Regions from separate parts of the Sus scrofa genome. Here region 1 is linked to region 2. The links are chromatin contacts, called in public Hi-C maps. All regions are on one chromosome and are shown on one strand. Each heading gives the region's core, a stretch centred on a gene start, on an enhancer-like site or on the middle of the called end of the contact. The rest is flanking DNA. Distances are from core to core; before and after follow the strand shown.

Region 1 (2,700 bases), core at 1-2,500, 71 kb before region 2:
TCAAGCCTGCAACAGATGGATGGGTTGTTGGGGTTATAGAGTGAAGGAATTCGAGGCCAGGCCAATCTGGCTAAGCAGGATCAGAAGCCTAGTAGTGGAATCCCTTCCTCAGGATGGTTCTTCAGAGTGTGCCTTGGCTATCCTGGAAAAGGACTGCCCTGTGACCCCTGAGATGGGACTGTCTGTGTTCTTCTGGATGGCCCTGCTCTCTCATGGATTTCAAAGCATGGAGCTGGAGGAGTTCCTTTGTGGCACAGAAGGTTAAGGATCTGGCATTGTCACCGCAGTGGCTAGAGTCAGTGCTGTGGCTAGGGGTTCGATTCCTGGCCTGGGAACTTCCACGTGCTGTGGGTGTAGCTAAAAAAAAAAAAAGAGGTAATTTTGTTTCAGAATCATATAAATACTTCCTTTCAAAATTTTTTAGAAAAAAATTTTATTGAGGTATAGTTGATTTAGCATGTTTCATTAGTTTCAGGTGTACAGCAAAGTGATTCAAATACACACATATATAATCTTTCAAACTATTTTCCATTATAGATTATTACAAGATATTGAATATAGTTTCCTGTGCAATAAGTAGGTCTTGGTTGTTTATTTTATATATAGTAGTGTGGATCTGTTAATCCCAAACCCCTAATTTATCCCTCCCCCCACATTCCCCTTTGTAGCTTGTTTGTCCCAAATTTCAATTCTCTGCTGTTCCAGAATAAACCCATTTTCTGGTAAAATAATTGGTTATTTTATTTTTAGGGTCAATAGGGTCAAGCCACCTGAGACTAAAGACCCGGCTTTCAACATTTTTTTTCAATAAGTGCTAAGAGCCTTCCTACTGCCCCCTCTTGCAGCTCTGCCTTCTCGGTGAAGTCTCCCTTTCTTTTCTCCGGGCCTCGGGAGAAGAGTTTCCTCTTCGCGGTTCTCCAACTCCAGAGCTAGCCTAGGAAAACTTTTACCTTGCTTTAAGGACGTTCCTCCTCGGGGATGGGCCACGCCCATTGCACGTAAGAAGCTGTTTAAATGAACTCGGCCATCTTAAACTTGTTGCCTTCGCTGCTGGAGACAAAGACGGCTGAAGTTCCGGGTCAGGGAGCTGCTGTTTTGCTCTCTGGAGGTTTGAGTTTCTGAAATGCTAAACGCTACAGTGACGTTTCTGTTTAAGGACCCAGGAACACTTGCTTCTCCCCACTCTACAATAGCCTAATCGTCCAACAAAAGGCCTAGTCATCCGTTGTACGGCACAGACTTAAACATGGCCGCCCCCAGAAAGACGTTAAGCGGGCGCGGCCATCTTAACTGACATTAAAGTTCAGAATCCCAGAATCCTGTTCTCTGGAAGGTTGCCCGGTGGCGGCCGACTGCCTCAAAGATGTAACTGAGTCTGCGCACAACCACTCAGGATGGGAAGAGCTCAAACCGTGGTGAGGCGGCGTGGTACGGCAATCAATTTCAGGTTAGGGCGCGGATATCGGGAGAATGGGAAAGGTCAGTGAGAGAAGCAGTCAAAATCCAGGACTTGTGTAGGATGGTGATCAGACGACTACGGCGGCCCCACTGGGTCAGTCATGGAAACCTGTAAGGGTCAGAGACCCAGGGGACTGAAGGGTTAAGCGATGGGGTGTCTGAGACTCTTGGGGGAGTCTGTCCTGGCGGGTTTGTGGGAGTCAGTGGCAATGTCTGTGAGGAGGATGGATTGGGATATGTGGAAATAAATGAGGGTTCTTGATTGACAGAGTGCGTGGGGGTCAGTTTAAAGTGGTCTTTTGGGTCTGAGGCCAAGTGAATTTCTTCGAAGAAACTGATTTGAACAGTATTAGTGCTCAGTGATCACAAGCTTGAGGGAGTCTGTAATTGGAGGTTCTAAGTTCTGTTTGGATACCCGGAACTGGTGATTGTGGAAACTTTGAGGTTCGGTGCTGAGGGTGGTCAATGAGGATCAATATTTGGAGAAATGCTTTAGGCCTTTGGTGATGGGGACTTCCTTAAGATAATTCATGGTGGAATCTGAGAGTATCAGTGACTGGACTTTTGTAGATCAGGGAATGGGGAATAGAGGGATCTATGAGGAGGTGGTCACTGATTGGGGCCGTCAGTAATTGTGGGGGCAGGTGATTGATCCCTAGTCATTGGAATACTGTTGGAAATCAGCGTGGGTTCGTCGTCAGGGATATGTGTAATTCACTGCTTTGCAGTCAGAATGGATCGGTTTTTGTAGTCACTGACTAGTGGTCTTTGATGGTAATACTTGGACGTGGGGGATATCAGTGACTACAAGGACCTCTGGGAGTTGTGGATTGGAGACACTGAGTGTCTGTGTGTAGGAGGCTTAATGGGGTTGGTGTTGAGGCTTGCAAATGAAGAGATTTGGGATGGGAGAGGCAAGGATTTGAGGGTGCAGTCCTGCACAAGGGGAACACATTTCACCCATGTAACATACCCCACCTGATGAGCAGCCAGTTCTGTCTGGTCTGTAATGGCCAGGGCCCACTTCAAACCATCCTCCCCTCTTTTTTTAATTGTTCCCCACATTAATGAAAGTGCTTTGAAAGGATTAAGTGTTAAACTTCTCTAAAGTAACATGTTATTAAAAACGTGGCTTCTGTTGCTCTTGCCAAGGATTTGATGCATATTTCTCAAAATGTTTCCTTTAAGGTTCTTTCTGGAAAATGTAATGACATGTCCATCTGTGATAACGCCCCAAGAGTG
Region 2 (2,700 bases), core at 56-2,555:
TGGCACCTGCAGCATATGCAAGTTCCCAGGCTAGGGGTCAAACTGGAGCTGCAGCTGCCAGCCACAGCCATGGCCACGCCAAATCCAAGCCACATTAGCAGACACCACAGCTCATGGCCACACAGATCCTTAACCCACTGAGCAGGGCCAGGAATTGAACCTGTGTCCTATTTGTTGGGTTCTTAACCCACTGAGCCACAACAGGAACTCCTCAAGTGACATATCTTTATTAAGCATTAATTTTCAGAAGAAGGAAAGCAAAAAAGAAACTTCAACATACTTTGGACACTGCTTGTAGAAGTTCAGCATGCATTCTTTCCTTCTCTTCTGCTCCTCACTTGGCAAAGGGTAGAACTAGATGAGAAAGTAATAGTTTGAGACACCAGGTTTTTCTGATTGCTCAAACTGGTCAAGTCAGGGCTCAGCCCCAGTCTCAGCCCTAAGCCTCAGCACACACTCAGGGAATGGAGATCAGAGGAAAATGGGGCGTCCCACCCAATTTCAGTGTTTCAGGAGAAAGTTGAGGTTACAGCTGTCGAGGACTAAAGTCTGACCAAACCTCACAGAGGTTTCCTAGAGACAGAGCTGTGAAGTAACAATCGCACAGTTGACAGGAGCCTCCTACCCATAAACGCGGTGCTACATTCATGAGGCACAGACATACTTAAAACAAGGGAACACACACTCCACACCTGCACACATAGAACCACACATGGCAACACAGATAATATACCAAACTCACCATGGAACACATGTTACATTCGCATAGCCGCAGGTATCCTAGTGTCGCGTGGTCACAATCACACACCACCATAGGGACACACGGTCACAACCCCATATGCAAAAGGGTCGCAAAATCTCCCCTTTTTCAGTCCGTTCCGCCCGCACAGGCACAAGCACCAGCCTCCGTATCAGCCTCTGGCCTCCTCAATTTCAGCCTCCTCCAGGTCCCCCAGGATCCCAACCCGCAGAGCTGAACCAGTGCCCCACGGGCCCACGATCGCCCACCTCATGGATCTAACAGTCCCGCCAGGCGTGACGCAAATTTCGAGTTCCTGCGAGAAGAGCGACCGGCCGCTAGGCCCTCTGGGAAATGTGGTCCACAGTGGGCCCCACAGCTGATTTCTCTCAGCGCCCTGCTAGGGCTCACCCTGATCGACTGCCCCCGCAACTGTGAATTTAGTCGGGCCTCAGAGACGCCACGCGCGGTAGCTCGGGCACTCGGGCTTAACCACCTGAGCCGACCAGGCTCACCCCGGTCTCCCTCACACAGGAAACGCCCCCTCTGTTCTGGCCGGAAGTTGAGTCAAGCCGTGAGGCCTTCTGGGAGGTGTTGTGTTGTGGAACGTCCGTTGGGAGGCAGACGCGGTGGGGTGGTTCGACGTTGCCAGCGCCTGGCCCGGGCCTTCCTCGGGTCTCCTTCATCCATCCTCTCGGAAACTGCGCGCTAGATGTGCATTCGGGCGTTTCCGGCAGGTGACGCTGCCGTGTCCCCAGAGCGGGACTTAAGGAAGGGGCTCAAGCCATCTGGGCAGCATCAGCGCGCGGCTAAAGGGGTGGAGCCTTTAAGGAGGCCCCAAGTGTTTGGAGTAGCGGCAGTGCGGAGAATGCTCCTGGAGAGTTGTTGGAGTTCTCAGAACGAGAAACTGTGGTGGAGAGTTACTGTGTGTGTGTGTGTGTGTGTGTGTGTGTGTGAGTGAGAGAGAGAGAGAGATTGTGGTGATGTGAGAGTGATGGGGGTGTGGTTGTGTATGAGTGTGATGGAGTAATTGTGATAGGATGTGTAATGGTGATGTTCGTGATTGTGATTTATGAAAACGTTTGTGGTGTTGTTTGTGTAATTGCTAGGTGGATGTGCAATGTGTGAGTGTGGTGAGGTGTTGGCAATTGTAATTTGTGTAGTGGTTCTTGTCTTGCCTGAGTTGACTTCTGTGTAGGCATAATTGGTAACCGCTTGAAAAAAATTGTATTTGGTTTCAAGTGGTCCTTTTTCCTCATTGCCCACTCTTTGTTAGCCCTCTTTCCTTTGGTGACATTGTCCAGATTTATTTTATTTATTTATTTTTTGGGCCTTCTTTTGGCTTTTTTTATTATATGTATTATTTATTGTCATTATAATAATGCTGCCTGACAAACAGCTCTTAAACTCGGTGGAATACAACAGCAAGCATTTATTTTCTTGTTCATAGGGTTACAGGTCCTTTATGTTCATTTTACCTAGGCTGGGCCTGCCTGGATGGATGGGCTGCAGAATGGATTCAGACCTGCTCCATAGGCGTTCTTTCTGCAGCTCAGGCTAAAAGGACAGTGGTTACCAGGACATGTTCTTCTCATGGTGGATCACCAGAGTACAAGACAGATCTTAAAAGCATCCTTAAAATTTCTTTTCCTGGAGTTCCCGTCGTGGCGCAGTGGTTAATGAATCCGACTAGGAACCATGAGGTTGCGGGTTCAGTCCCTGCCCTTGCTCAGTGGGTTAACGATCCGGCGTTGCCGTGAGCTGTGGTGTAGGTTGCAGACACGGCTCGGATCCCGAGTTGCTGTGGCTCTGGTGTAGGCCGGTGGCTACAGCTCCGATTAGACCCCCTAGCCTGGGAACCTCCACATGCTGTGGGAGCGACCCAAGAAATAGCAAAAAGACAAAAAAAAAAAATTTCTTTTCCCAATCATACTAATATTGGGTTAGCCAAAGCCAGTCAG

What was found. A called contact is a pair of places that touch in the nucleus more often than the background predicts.
Region 1: a Hi-C map of skeletal muscle shows a contact between it and region 2, with 6 times the contacts expected there. The contact joins the enhancer-like site here to the promoter of ZNF568 in region 2. A contact is called at or near these places in 1 of 5 promoter capture datasets (liver), 2 of 47 Hi-C or Micro-C datasets (heart right ventricle and skeletal muscle) and 1 of 2 datasets of contacts at active chromatin or transcription factors (alveolar macrophages).

Annotation. Positions count from the first base shown.
Region 1 is chr6:46,190,736-46,193,435 of Sscrofa11.1, reverse strand. All of the region lies in intron 8 of LOC100512052 (zinc finger protein 27), which reads left to right. Among named protein-coding and RNA genes, the nearest start is that of ZNF383, 41 kb to the left of the region's middle. Within about 2 kb of position 1,250, at least 77 of the 83 cell types and tissues checked have an H3K27ac peak or open chromatin away from gene starts, as enhancers often do. A contact at or near this core is called in alveolar macrophages, liver and skeletal muscle, where this site is marked.
Region 2 is chr6:46,120,111-46,122,810 of Sscrofa11.1, reverse strand. ZNF568 (zinc finger protein 568) reads left to right here and starts at 1,305. Exons shown (of 8, transcript XM_021097146.1): 1 at 1,305-1,476. It overlaps ZNF829 (zinc finger protein 829), which reads right to left and starts at 1,285. Exons shown (of 6, transcript XM_013998466.2): 1 at 1,009-1,285; 2 at 281-354. The coding sequence starts at 313.